Regions from separate parts of the Sus scrofa genome. Here region 2 is linked to region 1. Evidence: chromatin contacts called from public HiChIP or PLAC-seq data. All regions are on one chromosome and are shown on one strand. The core of a region is the stretch at or near the end of the contact, and the rest is flanking DNA. Distances in the headings are between cores, read along the strand shown.

Region 1 (2,649 bases), core at 41-2,540:
ACAGACACGGAGAAAACACACACACACACACTCTCTCTCCCTCTCTCTCCTAGGAGTTCCGGTCTGATGGGGGCAAAGCAGAGAACACATCCCTTTCACCTGCTTAAGTTCAGCCATAAAACTGAAATGTCATAGCCACAAAGTCAGAAGGCATAGGCAGGGCTGAGTTAAAACCATAAATAAAGGTGAGTGGCAGACCGGCATTTAGGATAGCGCTGAGAGGGAGTCTGGGCACCAATGGCAGAAAAGGGGGAAGAGGGGAGGCAGGTGCCATCTACAAAACCAGCATAGCAATAGCTGTCCCCTTGGAGCGGCAGGTTCGGCTTCGTGGGGACAGCCAGGCTCACAATGTCATCTTGGAGGTAGCCGAAAAACGTGAGGGGCCAGTGCCTTTATTCACGCTGTTATTCTTTTTGCAGAAAGAGATAGTGGGATCTAGAGCCTTGGCACTAGACGACCGTCCGGGGCTTGTACACACACACACACACACACACACACACACACACGAGCCTTTCCTTTTAATGCTCTTACACCGGTCTAAGATGAAACTGGCATAATCTCCACGCGTTCTTGGGAGCGCCTTGGCTACCACCGAAGGTGGACACGAACCGTACAGCCCCTGCCGTGGGGGGCTAGCCAGGAACACCTCAGCAGATCCCCGAATCAAAATTAGAACCCAGGTTCCCTCGCGTCGCATTCGCCCGTCTCTGCCCACCAGCCACAGCCCCAGTACACACACGGAGCCCATTCAATTCACCGTGACCCAAAACACTGGAAAGAAATCGGAAAACATGTTCTGCTCACCCTCAAAGCCGAGAGATCGATTTCATCCAGGCTGCGAGCCGGGGAGTCGCTCGCCATGTCGACTTCTTCGCGGGAGAAATGGACCAAAACCACCCCGAAGCTTCTCCCTTAGAAATTCCACCTTGGTCTATTTCACTCGCGTCCTCATGCGGGTGTGGAGCCAGAGGCCCGGGGCCCAGCCTCCCCCGCCCACCCCGGCCCCACAGCGCCTGAACGCGATCTTCCGCGCGTCGGTCCACTAGTCCGGGAGCCCAACCTGCACGGATCTCCAAGCCCGGAGCCGCGGTGCGTGTGGGCTGCGCGCCCTGATCGGCTAAGGGCGCTGGGGCTGCGTGGGTGTATTTAAATGGGACATGCTTCTTTGCTTGTGCGTGGATGGCGGCTGCATTGGCTGTTATAATGAGACACATCAACTCCTCCACTCAGCTGGGGTGGGGGGGGGCGTGGAGAACCACACAGAACTGTCTATCACCGCTTCCTGGGAGGAGTAAAGGAGGAGGTGGGGGTGGGGGAGGTGGAGGAGGCGTGGTCTCCGACTCGGGAGAGGCCGCGCTTCCTGACCCGGTCCCTCTGCACCAACGTGGGTGGGGGAGGGGCACTCACCCTTTCAGCCCAGGCATTTGCAGGCTAATCGGGCTGGTTCTGAAAAGCTGTTCCTGAACCATGCCTCGCTTATCGTAGGGACAAGGGGGCTTTATTTTCGTGTGTCCAGTTCGTGCGCTGCAGCAAAATGGCCCTTCAGTCTCATTTTGAGGGGTTCTCGGCAGGGTTCAATTGCTTTAGCGCTGAAAAAAAAAAATCCAGAAGGGAAAAAAGAAAAGAGCGATGCCCTCCCTCCCCCATTAATTATTTGTGGGGTTGGAGTAGCGCGGGCTGGTGCAACCGGTGCATATAAGGACTTGTGTGGAGGGAAGAGGATCCGCCTCCAGCCGCGGAACAAATCGGGGAGACGCGCACTCTCGCAGGGCGCCCAGCCCCGGGCTTCTCCAAATTGCAACTGCCGCTGGGTCGAGACCGCCAGGGCCCCCGGGATCCCGGAGGGCAGTTATCGAGGGCAGGTCACTCGCCGCCTCAGGGTTAGGAAGGTTTGCCAGAAGCGGGAAAGCTAGCAGATCTGAGCTTCCTTTGGGCCTCGCCACACCCAGAACCTACCCATGCCGCAATTCCCGCACGGAAACGACCGAATTGAAACGAGAATTTTTCTCCGGGTGCAGTGACTTGACTGCTTCAGGTAACTCCGAAGCCAACACTGGCTAAGGCAGCACGCGCCGCCTTAGCACCCAGCATTTTCCTTTCAGGAGGCTTTTCCGCTGCTGACCTACCCAGACTGATAGAGAAAGTTTGGCTGTCGGCTAAGATGTAACACAGAAGACCTACGGCTGAGAGCGATTCCCCTCCACCCTCTTTCTCCTCTAAAGGCTGAACGTTTACAGTGGTAAACATGATATTCTGTAATCTGGAGTGTGAAGTCATTTCCCCCAGTCCCCTCGCACAGCCCTTCCTCTCTGGCCTTGTCCACGCGAAATCCATAGGATGAAATGCTAAAATTGAACTTTTCCCCCAATACAGCGGTAGCTTTGAAAGCATTTTCTCCACCTCCTTTAAGAAGAGAATTTTCTTCTAGCCAAATGCCCTGAGGGTTTTTAAATCGAGTAGTGTGAATATCAGCTTCAGAATAAGCTTTTAGATGAATGAATGGGAGCCAATGCAGTTAGTTCATCAAGACTGCAGATATCAGATTTTCAAACGTTCGGTATGCGCTCTGCTGTTTTTGTTAATAATCTTGTGTTTATTAATATGCATTGTGCATATGATGAAACTTGAAAATTGTTCCAACATCTCAGT
Region 2 (2,649 bases), core at 56-2,555, 76 kb after region 1:
AGTGGAATGACGTGCAAGGGCACATAGTGAATTAGTGACCAAGGTGGAAAAGCAACTTTATAAATACTGCCCAAGGACTGGGAGCTTTGGAGGATTAGGAAGCAGCAAACAACGATAGGGCAGAAGATAGAGAGTTGCCGGTATAGTGCAGTGGATTAATGATCTGGCTTGTCTCTGTGGAGGCGCAGGTTCGATCCCTGGCCCAGTGCAGTGCGTTAAGGATCTGGCATTGCTGCAGCTGTGGTGTAGGTCCCAGAAAGGGATTTGATCACTGGCCTGGGAACTTCAATATGCCCTGGTGCAGCCAAAAAAGAAAAAAAGAGAGAGAGAGAATGAAAAAAGACTTAGTTCTAGAAGGGGAAGGAATAGCAAGATGGGTAGGAGAGAGGGAAGGAGGTTTGATTAGGGAGGTAAAGAAAACTGAGTTCAAGGATGGCAGTGTAAAAAGAAAAAGTTAACATATAGAGACTTCGATGGAAAGGGTTCTCAACTTTGGTACTATTGGCATTTGGGCCAGATGATTCTTCGTGGTGTGCTATCCTGTGCATTGTAGGATGGTTAGCAGCATCTCTGGCCTCTACCCCCCAACATCCAGTAGCAACTGGGGCCCCCAGTTGTGAGACAACCCAAAATGTCCCCAGACATAGCCAAAAGTCCCCTGGGGCAAAATCACACCAAGCTGAGAAGCATGGCTGTGTGTTATTGTTCTCTGATGCCACTACTGGAGAAACACCTCCCCCATTTCTTATTTTACTGGAAAGGAATCTAAAACATCTCCTGAAAGAGGGAATTGGAAGCAAAACATTCACATGCAGTTTATAGAATGTCCCCAAACAGAAAGGCAAGGAGAGAAAATCATTAAATAAAGCCCATTTTTCTGACAAATAAAATGAGACCGGAAATATAGAATTTGCTTTAGGCACTGGGATGAGTCAGAGAGAAACCAGTAAGAGAAACATGAACTTAGCTTCTGACCTTTAGAAAAGAAGAACAATTTCATCACTAACCCTTCCCCAATTTAATCCTGGATCTTTGTGAGAACAAGGAAGAAAATCTCCACTAGGAAATCTGCTGTGGAAGCTAATGAAATGTCAGGAATTGGAAGTAACAGGCAGAAATTTTTCCTTTCTGTTCTGAAGGACAAAAGCAAAGGGTGGAAAGAGTTAGAGTCTCTGATTCAAAAAAAATAAATAAAAAAAATTAGCCATTGTTAACCAAGCATTATAAAGTGCCTTATATACACACTCTTTCCCTAGAGCCCACATCAGCCCTTGAGTCAGGTCCTATTTTTATCACTTGACAGATGAGAAGCTAAGGGTCAGAAGTTAGGTAACTTGCCCAAGGTCAGTTAGCCAGGTGATGAGATTAAGATTTCAAACCAGGCTTGTCTGATTACCAAGGCAGGGCAGTAAACTGTCAGCACCCCTCCCCTGCCATCAACAGCCTACTCCTATAAGATTGCTACTCAGTCCCACTTCAGGGTGTTTTCTTAAAAAGAAAAAACCATAGTTCACCTCACCATGATCATGGGCAAGAGTACTGGGCACTTCACTGGGCACTTCCTGTAACAAGAGTCTAACCTGGAGGCTCTTTCCCAGGAGTTCACCTGCATCTGAACTGTGTGGGAAGAGCAACAGAATATGTCTCACTAGGTGCTATCAGAGTCCGGTCCCCAGCTGGTACCCATTCTAGTCCTCTGGCTGCCTTTCACAAAACACAAAGCTATCTCCCCAGCTCCAGCCCCGAAGAGCCACAGCTGCCCTGGCCCAGCTGGCCTGCTCTCCTCCTGGCACAAAATGCAGTGATTCCTTCTTTCACAAACACAATTAGAGCATTTCTGTCAGACTTTTTAAAAGACTTTTTTTTTTTTGATGTAAAAAGAATGAAATAATGCCATTTGCAGCAACATGGATGGACCTAGAGATCATCACGCTAAGTGAAATTAAGTCAGACAAGACAAATATGATATGATATCACTTATCTGTAGAATCTTAAAAAAATGATACAAATGAACTTATTTACAAAACAGAAATAGACTCACAGACATAGAAAACAAACTTATGGTTAGGAAAAGGGAAAAGGGGAGGGATAAATTAGGAGTTTGGGATTAGCAGATACATACTACTGTTATATAAATTAGATAAATGTCAAGGACTTACTGTATAGCACAGGGAACTATATTCAATATCTTCTAATAACCTATGATGGAAAGGAATTTGAAAAAGAATAGATATATATGTATAACTCAATCATTTTGCTATATACCTGAAACTAACACAACATTGTAAATCAATGATACTTCAATTAAAAACAAGACTGTATTTTAGATAAGTTTTAGATTCACAGCAAACTTTAGGTGAAGGTACAAAGATTTTCCATAAACCCTCTGCCCCCACATGTTATCAACACTTCCACAAGAGAAGTGCATTGGCTATAATTTATGAACCTACATTGACATGATATAATCACCCAATGTCTGTAGTTCAAATTAGAATTTATTTTTGGGGTTGACTTTTTAATTTCTTAAGAACTTTTGGAATTGTGTTTGGGATTTTTAAAAAGAGCTACTATGGTGTTGTATTTTAAAAGCAATTTTGTTTCCACTGAGGGAGGGCTTCAGGAGGCAAGAGCTGGTTTTCAAACCTTTCC

What was found. HiChIP or PLAC-seq counts read pairs in DNA pulled down with a chosen protein or histone mark.
Region 2: a contact with region 1 is called in an H3K27ac HiChIP or PLAC-seq map of alveolar macrophages. The contact joins the enhancer-like site here to the promoter of TNIK in region 1. A contact is called at or near these places in 7 of 47 Hi-C or Micro-C datasets (alveolar macrophages, embryonic fibroblasts, fetal heart ventricle and 2 more) and 2 of 2 datasets of contacts at active chromatin or transcription factors (alveolar macrophages and skeletal muscle).

Annotation. Positions count from the first base shown.
Region 1 is chr13:110,051,055-110,053,703 of Sscrofa11.1, forward strand. It overlaps TNIK (TRAF2 and NCK-interacting protein kinase), which reads right to left and starts at 1,291. Exons shown (of 30, transcript XM_021071173.1): 1 at 805-1,291. The coding sequence starts at 861. LOC106507999 (a long non-coding RNA gene) reads left to right here and starts at 1,422. Exons shown (of 6, transcript XR_002338109.1): 1 at 1,422-2,035.
Region 2 is chr13:110,127,251-110,129,899 of Sscrofa11.1, forward strand. All of the region lies in intron 5 of LOC106507999 (a long non-coding RNA gene), which reads left to right. Among named protein-coding and RNA genes, the nearest start is that of TNIK, 76 kb to the left of the region's middle. Within about 2 kb of position 1,306, at least 10 of the 83 cell types and tissues checked have an H3K27ac peak or open chromatin away from gene starts, as enhancers often do. A contact at or near this core is called in alveolar macrophages and skeletal muscle, where this site is marked.